Regions from separate parts of the Mus musculus genome. Here region 2 is linked to region 1. Evidence: chromatin contacts called from public promoter capture Hi-C data. All regions are on one chromosome and are shown on one strand. The core of a region is the stretch at or near the end of the contact, and the rest is flanking DNA. Distances in the headings are between cores, read along the strand shown. Region 1 holds the start of Arhgef40 (Rho guanine nucleotide exchange factor (GEF) 40). Region 2 holds the start of Tm9sf1 (transmembrane 9 superfamily member 1).

Region 1 (6,098 bases), core at 3,369-5,868:
TCTGAACTCCACAGGCACCAAGCATGCATGTAATTCACAGACTCACATGCAGGCGAGACACCTAAATACATAAAAATAAATAAATTTAAAAACTTATATTTCTAAACGGAGTACAACTATATAAAAGAGTCCATGTGCTCATATATCAATCAAGTCCATAACTAAATCTTTAGTCTTTTCAGAAGCCTTTCTTCAGCTAGGCGGTAGTGGCACATGCCTTTAATCCCAGCACTCAGGAGGCAGAGGCAAGCGGATCTCTGAGTTCAAGGCCAGCCTTCAAGCCATGCCTTCCCCAGCCCTTATAAAACAATGAACTTACATCTTGCCCGCAGGTTTACCCTTTCATTTTTAATTCTGTCCTGTTCTGTTTGAAAATAACCTCAACAGGATGACATAGTGAGGGTCAAATTCAGGAAAGTGGGAAAGACCTGCAAGGGACCCCAGCCTCCGACTCCCATTCCCAACCAGTTTCTACCTCTCCCATGTTCCTGCCTCCACTCCTGTTCCATGGGGACCTCCCCTCCTTACAGTCTGCACCTGTGTCTTTGAAGGGCTGATCCGACACTAGTTAGGAAGGATCAGTGAAAAGTCAAATAGGATTCCTAACTTCATGAAATTTATTTAGATAATACAGATGATAGGGGTGGGTCTACAGCAAGAGGTGGAGAATAAGCAGAAAAATAAATATATACTAAGTTAGATACAAATAGTGTGAATAACAAATTCAGAGTAAGAGACCACGTCAGACTGCTAGCGAGGGAAGAACTTCAAGATGGTGGCACTTTAACACAGCCCCAAAAGATGAGAGCCAACCACCAGAATTATGAAAACAAGACTAAAGGACAGGAGAGGCAAGTCATGCTTAAAGACCTGGGAAGTGACTGAGGCTGGAGGGTCACTAGTGGCTGACCACGTGGGGTTGGGGGAAGAGAAGAGGGTGTCGAGGTTTGTAAACAAGTTACCAACTACACTTGGAACCATTGGAGGGGGTTGCCAAGACCAGACTTAGATTTTTACTTAATTATTCTCTATCAAACTGGGGATAAAATTCAGGGCTTTGTGCATGCTAGGCAAGTGTTCTACCACTGAGTTACATTCTTACCCTCCTGATTAGTAGTATTATTTTTTCTTAGCTTTATTTGTGTGTGTGTGTGTGTGTGTGTGTGTGTGTGTGTACTATGCCTATGTCTGGTGCCTGCTGAAGTCAGAAGAGGGTAACATCCCCTAGAACTACAGTTACAGACAGTTGTGAGCCACTGTGTGAATTCTGGGACCATTGAGTCCAGGTCTGAGTGCCCTTAATCCTTGAGCCATCTCTCCAGCCCCACAAGTTATAAGCTTTCGTTTAACTTTATTTACTTGTAGATGAATACATTTAGCCATCTTCAAACACACCAGAATATTGCATTACAGATGGTTGTGAGCCACCATGTGGGAATTGAACTCAGGACCTTCTTCAGACGAGCAATCAATGTACTTAACTGCTGGACCATCTCTCCAGCCCCCGAGTTATAAACTTTTAAAGAAATGTTATCAATCAAAAAGTAACGTAAAACAGAAAAATCACACCAAATAGAGCCAATGCAATATTTATTTATTCTTATCCTAAAACAACTAACTTTTGATACCCAGTTTCCTTGGAAAGTGCTGCTAACAAGAACACATCCCTTCATATCTGATCCTAAAACTCCCCTTTATGGTCCTCCAATTTTCTCTTGACTGAGGTACAGAACTGAAGCAGGACCCTTACCACAGCTCCTCCTCAGGTGGCTAAGGATTGGTGGGCAGCCCAAAGCATCAACCCTCTATGCATGGCTGGTATGTTGCAGCTCATTACCTAGGCAGTACACGTTACACACACAGCTGTTTCTTCTGCCTTCCCCCCACGTTAGGGTAACTCCATGCACAGCTTCTCCATTGCAACCATACAGAACACTTCTTAGGAATTGATTTAACTATTATTCTATACCAAGTCTAGATAGAAGTGGACTTTCTTTCTCCTTTGGTCCACAGAGACACATTTACCACTTTTAGACACTCAGCACTATTACAAAAGCAACATTATATTAATGGGACAGTGAGGTGGTAGAAAAGGTGGTATAATAAAGTTCTTGTATGTACTTTGACAGCTAAACTACTATAACTTACAACTTGGTTAAGAGTGAAAATGTGGAGTCAGACAGCTGGACACAAGCCCTGGCTTTCCCAAGTACTGTACAGTATATATTCAAAGTTACATCATTTCAATAAAATGAAATGTCTTCTTCTATGAAATATGTAGGAATTTTCTAGGTTCGAAAGAACTCGAAATATATAAACCACAGAAGTAGATGCTCACAGTCATCTATAAGATGGAACACAGGGCCCCCAATGGAGGAGCTAGAGAAAGTACCCAAGGAGATGAAGGGGTCTGCAACCCTATAGGTGGAACAACAATATGAACTAACCAGTACCCCCAGAACTCGTGTCTCTAGCTGCATTTGTATCAGAAGATGGCCTAGTCGGCCATCACTGGGAAGAGAGGCCCTTGTTCTTGCAAACTTTATTTGCCCCAGTACAGGGGAACACCCGGGCCAAGAAGCAGGAGTCGGTGGGTAGGGAAGCAGGGCGGAGGGAGGGTATAGGGAACTTTCAGAATAGCATTTGAAATGTAAATAAAGAAAAAATCTAATAAAAATAAATAATAAATAAAAATATATAAACCACATTGAAAAGTATCTGTGATGCAGGAGAGGACCTGTTAGCTTGGTATCTTCTCTATCTCTGCTTTATGCTATCCCTTCACATCACCTACCAAAGAGCACACACCAACTCAGACTGCATTGTATGCACACTGGTAGGTAAGAGTTCCCTACGGAGAAAGGGCTGTTAACCACTGTAAGCACACACCATGTACTGAAACTCATGGTAAGAAGGGATAACTTATATCTCAGAACCTAAATCCAAACTCCTTCACGCCACCAGTTCAAAGCTTTTGAATGGATCTTTTTTCCCATGATATATGTTTATATCTCACTGCCTAGCTATGGGTGTCCCTGGATTCTACCAAATGATTTGAGCATAAGGAATCTTAAGTTCCAATAAGGGAAGGTTCAATCGTTCCAGACCGAGAATGGGTGAACTAGATTTGATGAGTAAGGTTTACAGAAAATCCTCTGAAAAAAAACTTCCCTAGAAGGCCTCTACAACCTGCTGCTGGGCAGTATTTACCAGGCAGACACCAGGGGGTAGTAAAATCTCACTCTCTTGGTCATTAATAACAAGGAGACTGAAGAGTCTACCTTAACTGGAAGGTTGGAGATAGCTCCACAGTTCTTGCCGGTTAATCACAGGGTTTTCCCTGCTTGAGATTCTTTTTTAACCCTATGAACCAGAGGGCTCGTGTCATCCCCATGAATTAAGTTTCTCCCTTCTCCAGACCCACAGGAAAAGGGGCAGAATGTAGCATCCTAAGATGAAAAGAGCCTGTCATGGAGGCCCTTTCTTCTCCTCCTGCTCCAAGCCTCATCGACTGTATCCACTACCACACGTCTTCTAAATAAACTTTACCCTCTAACTGCAATGCCAACACCTTCACGATCTCTCTGGGAAATGAGTACCTTTCAGATCGCCTCCCAAATGTCCACCTTTTGGACCAGTCTGTGACTCAGAGACAGGCAGGGCAACCCCTTGATGTGCTGCGGTTCCTCAAGCCTTTTTGAGAGACCCCACTCGGCCTTCACTTCCATGTAGAAGTGATACTCGAGTTTGTAGGTGAGGCAAAAAAAAAAAAAAATTAAAGGAGCCTAGCCCCTTTTGTCTGAAGTGTAAGATAATAGTCACTGCCAAAAGCCCTAGCATATGGGCCACTATCGCCCTGCAACAAGAAGGAAAGATCTGACATCAGTACTAAAGCGTGGGGTCTAATCCGGGAACTGTTGCTTCCCCTTCTCTAACCGCAGAGCAACAGGGGTCTAAGGTAGAGAAAAAGGCAAAGGCAGCGTGGAGCAACTCCGCAAACGCCCCCAGACCCTACAGAGGGATCCTGATCCCGGGGCCCTGGCCTCTCAGCCGTGACACATATCCCCCCACCCCACATGCCAAGCCTTTACTTCGTAATTCCCCTCATCCCCCGCCCTCCCCAGGCTGCACACAGGAGCCCATTGTAGTCTCATGGAGCCTTGAGACCCAAGAAGGTGGAAGGGGAAGAAGGGCGGGCAAACGCCCAAGGCTTGGGGGAATACCCTAATTTCCCGGCCTTCAGCTCTACCTAAAGGGAACTAAAGGCTGTGGATCGACCTGGGCCCCAGGACCTTGCCAAGCCTTGCCACGGACCGGAGATGTGTCATGGACCCTAGAGATGGAAGAAGGCTTTTGGCCGCCGGGCAACCTGGGACCTAGGCGGGTCCCCTGCAGGGTCCCGAGCTGAGGCTGAACTGATCCCGCAGAGCGAAGAAGACGCGGGAAACCCGGGGCGTCCTCAGCTGGGCGGTTCTCGGAGGGGGCGGGGCGGGCTGGCAGCAGACAGCCAGGGGAGCGGAGGCGAGGCTTGTGGCCAGGGTTGGGGGGGCTTCTCGGCTGGGGTCCCGGGCTGGGCGGGGCGGTGCAGGCGGCCGTCTCGGCCCTCCCTGGCGGGGCCCCCGCGGCCTGGGCTGCCGAACGAGCGGGGAGAGCCGCGGTCGCCGCGCGAGTTGTCCTGCAGCTAGACCCGGCGAGACTGAGCGCCCGGAGGGAGGCGGTGGCTCACCCGCCCCGCCCGCCCGCCGGAGAGTGGGACACCTCCCGACGCCGAGCCATGGTGAGTCCCGCGAAGCACCCCGGTGTCCCCTCGGCCTTCGCGCAGCCCGCTCCGGGCCCCCAGCCCCGTGCCTCTTGTGCCCGCTTAGCGCTCCTTGGCGCTTCGGAGACTCTCCACCCTCCCATCCCCCCTTCTTTTCTTCGATCTGCGGTCCTGCTGCCTGCTCAGTCCCTACCGAGTATTGCCATGACCCTTTCTTTCTTCTGTGCCACCTCCCCATCCTTCGATGGTCTTTGCACACATCCCACCCCCGGTCTTTTTGGTCCTACCCAGTCTTCTTTTGCTGAGTTTTCCCTCCCCCTCCCTATCTCAGTTTTTCACTCCTGGAGACCCTCTGCGAGTTGGTCTGGCGGCAGCCCTTGAAAGGGCACTGTCCTGGGTCATGAGAACTGACCTGCCTGGAACCACCATTTTCCATCCCAGTCCCCAAACCCGGTGAGATGGGCCCACCCATCCGGCCCTGAGGGACTAGCCACAGCTGTGGCTGGGCCAGGGCCAAAGGGCATGTCCAAAGGGAAATTCCCTCACAGAAAGGGGGCTGTTTGGGGGTGGGTAGGGGGTGTTCCGCAGTACCAATGGGCGTGACGTTGCCAGAGCCAAAACCATAGTTTTTGGGACAAAGTTCCCCGAGGTTCATGCAGCTGCAGGGAACTGAGCTGTTCCTGACAGTGCCTGCCTCAGAGCACTGTCGCTGCAGGGAGGGATCTGGATGGAATCCTGTAGAGCAGAGGCTCGGAGAGCAGCAGCTCAGGGTACCAGAAGCCCATGTCAACCAGAGTGAACACTAAGCCCGGAACTTTCCGGCCAGAAGTACTATGAAGTACTACGGGGAGAGCGCCCACTGCCCAGGCGGGTGCAGCCTATAATGCTCATTGCAGAGTGGAGGAGGGGGAGAGGCCCTGCCAGGGCAATGTCTACGGAGAGTCTGGGAAGCATCACCCTGCTCAGAGGGTTGGAGCAAGACAGGAACTAGGCCAGTGAGCGCTGACTCAGTCTCGCCCGTCGTTTGGTCCCAGCCGACCAGAGGCCTGGTGTCTTGGGCTCCTGCCCACCTCCGCCTGCTCCAGACCCCTCCTCCCCTCCTGCCGAGGCCGTTTCCTGTGGCTGCGACTCTTGTTCAGCCATGAGCTCACCGCCCCTAATGGGTTGCAGCTGCTTCGCTGCTCAAGCAGTAGCTCCCCGGATCCTAACTTCGGAGCTCGGGCCCACCCAACCTCACCCCTACCCTTCTTCCCACCCACGTACACAGTCCTGAGAACACTGAGGGTCTGTCTGCTCGCCCACACCTTGGAGCCAAGTTTGGGCTCTGATAACACAGAAT
Region 2 (6,249 bases), core at 2,257-4,756, 3.7 Mb after region 1:
AAAAAGAAATAGGTATTTTCCTGAGTTATAGTCGCAGTACTCAAGCGGTTAAACTGGAAGATCATAAACCCAAAGACAGCCTGGACTATATAGGTCAAGATCCTGTCTAAGATAAAGAAATATTCTTTCCGATGGATTGTCTTTTGACCCCACTCCCCACCCCTACCCCCATCCCACCCAGGGGCTGGAGAGAAAGTTCCGTGGTTAAAAGCGCTATTTTTACTATTTTTTGCTATTTTTTACTGAAGCTCCGGGGTTCAGTTCCCAGCACCCGCATGGTGGCTTACAACCATCTGTAACTCCAGTTCCAGGGTTCCATAGGCTACCATAGGGACTATATGCATGAACTGCACAATGTTGTACATGTTACATATGTGTTGCACATGCAGGCAAAACACTTGTAAATGTAAGTATCAAAGCCTTCTCCTTATGGCCCCTGCACTGTGATTCTGCCCCTGGACCCATGATGTGTTCTTAGTTACTAAGTCCAGGCAGACCCAATAACAGGGCGTGTTCTCACCAGAGAAGAGGCTGCTGGTGAGAATGATGTTCCACACCCAACGCTCGCCTCCAATTTGCCGGTAGAAGTGGCTCGACACGTAGCCAGAGATGCAGCAGGTCAGGGCATACAACAAGATCGCTGCTGAGTTAATGGCCCCGTGACGGTGCACGTTGAACATGCCAAGCAACGCCATGACAATAATGCCTGTAAGGTAGTAGTGGAAAGCTCCAGTTAGGCCTCACCAACACCTCTTCTCGACCTCAGAGAAATCATCCCCCTTAACCCAGGTCCCTCAGGTGATTTTCCTAGTTCTACTGGAGTCAGGAAAACCCACACACATCCGCACTAGAGCTACCGAGTCCCTTAGGTCTCTTTCTCACCTTGAACACAAGAGGAAATCCACTGAACTTTTTTTCTTTTTTTTTTTTGTTTTGTTTTTGTTTTTTTTTTCCAGAGACAGGGTTTCTCTGTATAGCCCTGGCTGTCCTGGAACTCACTTTGTAGACCAAGCTGGATTAAAGGCGTGCGCCACCATGCCCGGCTCACTGAACTTTTCTAATGACCTATCTGCTACCCTGAGAGCAATTCATATCCCCTCACCAGTGCCAAGGGCCAGGAACTGGGCGCCCACACCAAGCACAGCACAGAGCAGACCACGGTATGGAGGGAAGCGGAAGACATCTGTATGGATAATTTTCCAGCCATTATCGCCCTGGTCAAAGTCGTCACTAGAGCCGCCAGAGCTCGTCTCTTCGTCTAGGTTGTACCGAGCCAGGTCATTTCGAAGCACACGCATTAGAATAACAGCCACAAAACCCACCAGTAAAAACACAAGCACCATGGAGTTGATGATGGACAACCAATGGATTTCCAGGGTTCGAGGAAAGAAGCCTCCATCATCACCTCGGCGCCTGTCACTCCGATGCTCCACTGACGTCTCAGACCAGCGCACACTGTAAGTGTGAGTAAGGCCCAGCAATTCATCAGACCGCAGCCCATCCAAGCTGTGGGGCTTGACGTCCCGCACCGAAACATTGGCAAATATAATTCGATCTCCATGGAATTCTAGGTGGAAGTCCAAATGTGTCCAGAGGCCTATCTTGTGGCTATGTGGCAGGAAGCCACTCTCTTCCATGTAGCCCACAAAACCACGGATTGGCAAATCATCGACCACAAACTCAAAGTAATACAATTCCTCAATGGCCTGGCGCAGCTGCTCCACCTGTAAAGAACAAGCCAGGAGTCGGTTACACAAAGCCTCGCAGAGTTAAACAGGGTTTTGAAGACTTGGCGGTACTCCTATTTTGGTTTGGCTAATTCTGTGTTGTAGGGAGATACTGATCTGTGCATGGCAGGGGTCAGCATCCTTGATCCTTACACACTACATACCAATAGTACCACTGAGCTGTGACAATCAAAATTATTTCCAAGATGGGCTACGGTGGTGCACGCCTTTAGTCCCAGGACTGGGGAGGCAGAGGCAGGTAGATCTCTTGTGAGTTCAAGGCCATCCTAGTCTACAGAGAGAGTTCCAGGACATCCAGGGCTGTTGTTACATAGAGAAAGCCTATCTTAGTTGATGGGTAGAGATCTGGTATAGAACAAACCTGTTATCCCAGCACTTAGAAGGTTACTATTGGGTTTGAGGCTAGCCTTGGCTACATAGTAAGACCTTATCTCAATGTTCAAAACAAGAACAAACCCCTAAACCAACCAAACCAAATGTCTTTATACACTGCCAAAGTACCTAGGTACAAAACTGTTTTCCATTGAGACTCACTGACTGATTCTGGTATATTAGCCCCAAAAAAGAACAAGGATCTCTTTGCTAGGATAAAGTCTCAGAAAAATAAATGGAGCAAAGTATAAAAAGACTGGAATTAAGAAGTTCCAAAATTTGCTAAAGGAAAAAAAAGAAAAGTAACAGGGAAGGCTAAAAAGTAAAAAAAAAAGTCATGGAAAAAAACAGAGGCATGTACGGAAGGAGAGAGACTTGCACAGGACTCTGGGACCTATTACTGACAGCGAAGAGCCTTAGGCTCTAAGCTCCCCGCTCTGCATCTCTGGATCCATGTTATCTTGAAAAGTCAGTTTGGAACATCTAAGCAAGTACACGGGGTTGTAGTTGGAGTCCAAACATAATTTCCATAAAGGTACCATAGATGCAAGGCACCCTTAGTCCCTAGCAAGGAGGGCTGAGTGATATGTACCGCGGAGAGCAGCTGACCTGTGCAGAACTGAGCTGCATGTGACACAGAATTCTCTTCTCCACATTCTCCCGAAAGCGGATCTCGTACAAAGATTCGGCCATTCGGTCCCCATCCAGAACTTCACCCAAACTAAGACTTTTGTGGCGGATCTTCTCAGGACAGCAGACTGGAAGCTGATAGTAGTGGTAAGTTTCCTGAGGGTTATGGTAGGGTCCCACTTTGTTGACATATAGAATGACAGGGTCGCCGGGCTTGTAGTGTGTGACACCTTCCACCCATGGCCCATGGCCTATGCCCAGCAACAGTATCAGGACTGGCAAACAATGGCAGCTCCAACTTCGAGGGTACCCTAGGACTGTCATCCTTAAGGCAGCAGAACCTGTTGGGGGAATCCCGTGGTTACAGAAACTAGGAATCAAATCATGATGACCCGGTTCTGGTCTCTCAAGTGCCCATTGGCTCCACCTCCTCCCTTCGGCCTCCCGATCCCCACACCACAGAACTTATCTATCCCAAAGACGGGGCCTGGCGTGCACTCAATAGTACTCCCAACCTAGGGTTCACGCCTCTAGGCCTCCCCAGCCCGGGGCTGCGCGTGCCAACCCGTTTCTATAGCAACGCCCGGCGGGCTCGCTGCTACGGAAGGGGCACTCGCCGCAGCTCCAGGGTCCTCACTGCGAGGTACCGGCTGGCCAAAGAGGCGCCAGTGGCCTCACGGGGCCCCGTAGCTGCCCTTGGGCTTCTGCCCCGGTCTTCCAGACAGCGGCGCCGGAGCGGTAGGCTTGCGGAGGACCTGACGACGGACCTCCTCCGGGTTGTCCGCCGCTGCGCCTGATTGCCGCGGCTGCTGCCACGTCGCCGGCGTCCGCCCTCGGCTCATTCGAATGCTCCTGGAAGAGCTCTGGTTCGCCCGCAATCCGGCCCGGCCACGGATTCCACGATGCTCGCTCCCCGAGCCACCGAGCGATGCCAGTGGTCGTCCCGGCGAGCAGCACCGCAGCCCGGACACGTCAGTCTTACCACTTCCGCCTTCGCCGACGGGGACCTCAGCTCCGGGAAGGCGGGAAGGCTCTTCTCCTGAGCCAAGAGCTCCGCGATGCTCGCCGGTGTGTCGCGGGCGGCTTCCCACGGGCTCTCGCGCGGCTGGGCTGTCCTCTCTAGGATGGAGAGAGACAGCTGGGGAGCGGGAGCGCGGCACCCGCCCCCGGCTGCTGAGGTCGGCCCGGACGCGGAAAGTTGTCCCTAACCTGGGCGGGGCGGGGCTTTGTGCCGCGTTCCCACGCCAGGGACCTGTAGCCTCCAACACCTTGGTAAAGGTGCCCCTCCGAGGCTTTCTGGAGGCACGGACCGGTTATTGTTGGCAACAGGCATGCGGGAGGTAGGTGAGGTGCACCTACAGTTTGCCATTTCACCCTGCAAGTTGTGCGGGTTGACAGCGCGTTTTTTTTTTAAGATTTATTTATTTATTATATGTAAGTACACTGTAGCTGTCCTCAGACACTTCAGAAGAGAGAGTCAGATCTCGTTATGAGATGGTTGTAAGCCACCATGTGGTTGCTGGGATTTGAACTCGGGACCTTTGGAAGAGCAGTCGGGTGCTCTTACCCACAGAGCCATCTCACCAGCCCGACAGCGCGGTTTTTGATCGGAAGTAGGTTTTTGTTTTGTTTTTTGAATGTGGAGTCCCTGCAGACCTCGAACCCGGGGTCTTTTGAGTCTCCGCCTTCAGAGTTTCAGAGCTTACAGGTACCATCTCACTTCCGTCATTTTGTTCCCAAGTTCGTCTGTGGGACGTTTGGACTTCTCCCTAACTTTGCAGGTTTCTTTGAACGCGTTACTTTTGTCTGGCTCAAGCTGTTGTGAAGGGGCTCTGCCCCTTTTGAACAGTGACTTTCACTTGGCAACATGGGAGCAAACGGAAGGAAGCTGACTTCAATTTTTCTATTCTGGCGGAAGCAAGTACTGAGAGAAATCACAAGCAGCCATTCTTTCCTCACTCCTACGACTGTTCTTTTCTGATCCACCCACTGTCCTGAAGCGGTTAGAGTCTAGGAAGCTAGGCTTGAGCCAGACACAGTGGCTTTTGTTTTGACCCCTTTGCCCTCCTCAAGACAGTCAGTCTTGCTGTGTTGCCTGACTGGCCTTGGAACTGCTGCCGAAGCAATAGCCCTGCCTCGGTTTCGCGAGTAGCTGGGACTGCAAGTGTGTGCAAGGCTTGCGGTACTGAGGCAGGCCTGACTGAGTTCTGTGGTTAGGAATAACTTAAGATGCTTTGGAGTTTTCTTTGGATGACCTACCCAGTGAAGCCAGAAATCAAAGCTTCTCTTAGCACCTCTCAAATCGCAAGCTCCCTTGATTTGTTTCCTGATTCTTTGTTTTCCATCATTTTCTTGATGTAGAGGCCCCATACTCTTTCATGTCAACCACCTTGCTAGCCTCTGAGCCACCTTCCTCTGGGACCATTTTTCAAACTACTGCTGGAAGGACTGTTAAACCGGCAGTACCTCAGGAAGAGAAGGGGCTGAGTATCGGGTTCTGGGGTTGGTTAATTGGAGGTTTTATTGAGACGGGTCTCGGCAGCCTCATCTGGCCTCAGACCTACAGCGATTCTCTTGCCTCAGCAAGGGGTCTCAGGGTGAGCCACTGTGCTACATTTGTTGTTTGTGTTTCTCTGTGTAGCCCTGGCTGTCCTGGAACTCACTCTGTAGACCAGGCTGGCCTCGAACTCAGAAATCCGCCTGCCTCTGCCTCCCGAGTGCTGGGATTAAAGGTGTGCGCCATCACCGCCCAGCTCTTGTTTTTATTTCTACCTTTTCATATCTATCTAGCTTTAAAACAATTGTGTATGTATGCCACAGATGTAGGGATGCCCAAGGAGGCCAGAAGAGGATGTTGGTTCCTCTGTAGCTTGAATTAGAGGGAGTTACATGTTGCTGAGTGTGGATGCTAGGAACTAAACCCAGGATCTTGGAAGAGCAAGCACAAAGATCTCTTAACTACTGATTTTTTTTTTGACAAGTTCTGATTTTTATGTATAACAAACTTGGACTGGAACAACGTAGAGTAGAAAATAGCTTAACACGAGGCCTTACAGAGCCATATCCTGATGCTACTCCAGGTATACTAACTTTCTGGAATACTCTGGGTTCACATAGAAATATTGGATGTTTCTCTCTCTCTCTTTCTCTTTCTCTCTCTCTCTCTCTCTCTCTCTCTCTCTCTCTCTCTCTCTCTCTCTCTCTGTCTTGAACAAATTGGTATACCTTCTATTTGTGATGAGAGATTATTACCAGTTTATTACCAAACCACCTATCCAGGCCTGGTTAATGCACATTGATGAGCAGTACTGGGGTGCATCTCCTTAACTGTGATGTACTCTGGGCAGTTCTTTAATCGTACCAGGTTGTAGAGCTGAATTCCAATAGACTTTGGGCCTGCGGTGCCAGCAGGGCCACATACTCAGTAGGTGGGACCTGACAAGTCAGTTATGGTGTCATCACTTATATTGGAAGATATTTAGTTTTGAGACCCTGTCTC

What was found. Promoter capture Hi-C pulls out the DNA fragments that hold promoters and counts their contacts.
Region 2: a contact with region 1 is called in a promoter capture Hi-C map of maxillary cranial neural crest. The contact joins the promoter of Tm9sf1 here to the promoter of Arhgef40 in region 1. A contact is called at or near these places in 3 of 39 promoter capture datasets (cranial neural crest, liver and maxillary cranial neural crest).

What each region holds. Positions count from the first base shown.
Region 1 is chr14:51,980,215-51,986,312 of GRCm38.p6, forward strand. Arhgef40 (Rho guanine nucleotide exchange factor (GEF) 40) reads left to right here and starts at 4,619. Exons shown (of 24, transcript NM_198249.4): 1 at 4,619-4,777. The coding sequence starts at 4,775.
Region 2 is chr14:55,639,865-55,646,113 of GRCm38.p6, forward strand. It overlaps Tm9sf1 (transmembrane 9 superfamily member 1), which reads right to left and starts at 3,507. Exons shown (of 5, transcript NM_001360063.1): 1 at 2,730-3,507; 2 at 1,103-1,724; 3 at 521-706. The coding sequence starts at 3,074. It also overlaps a transcript of Tssk4 not described here.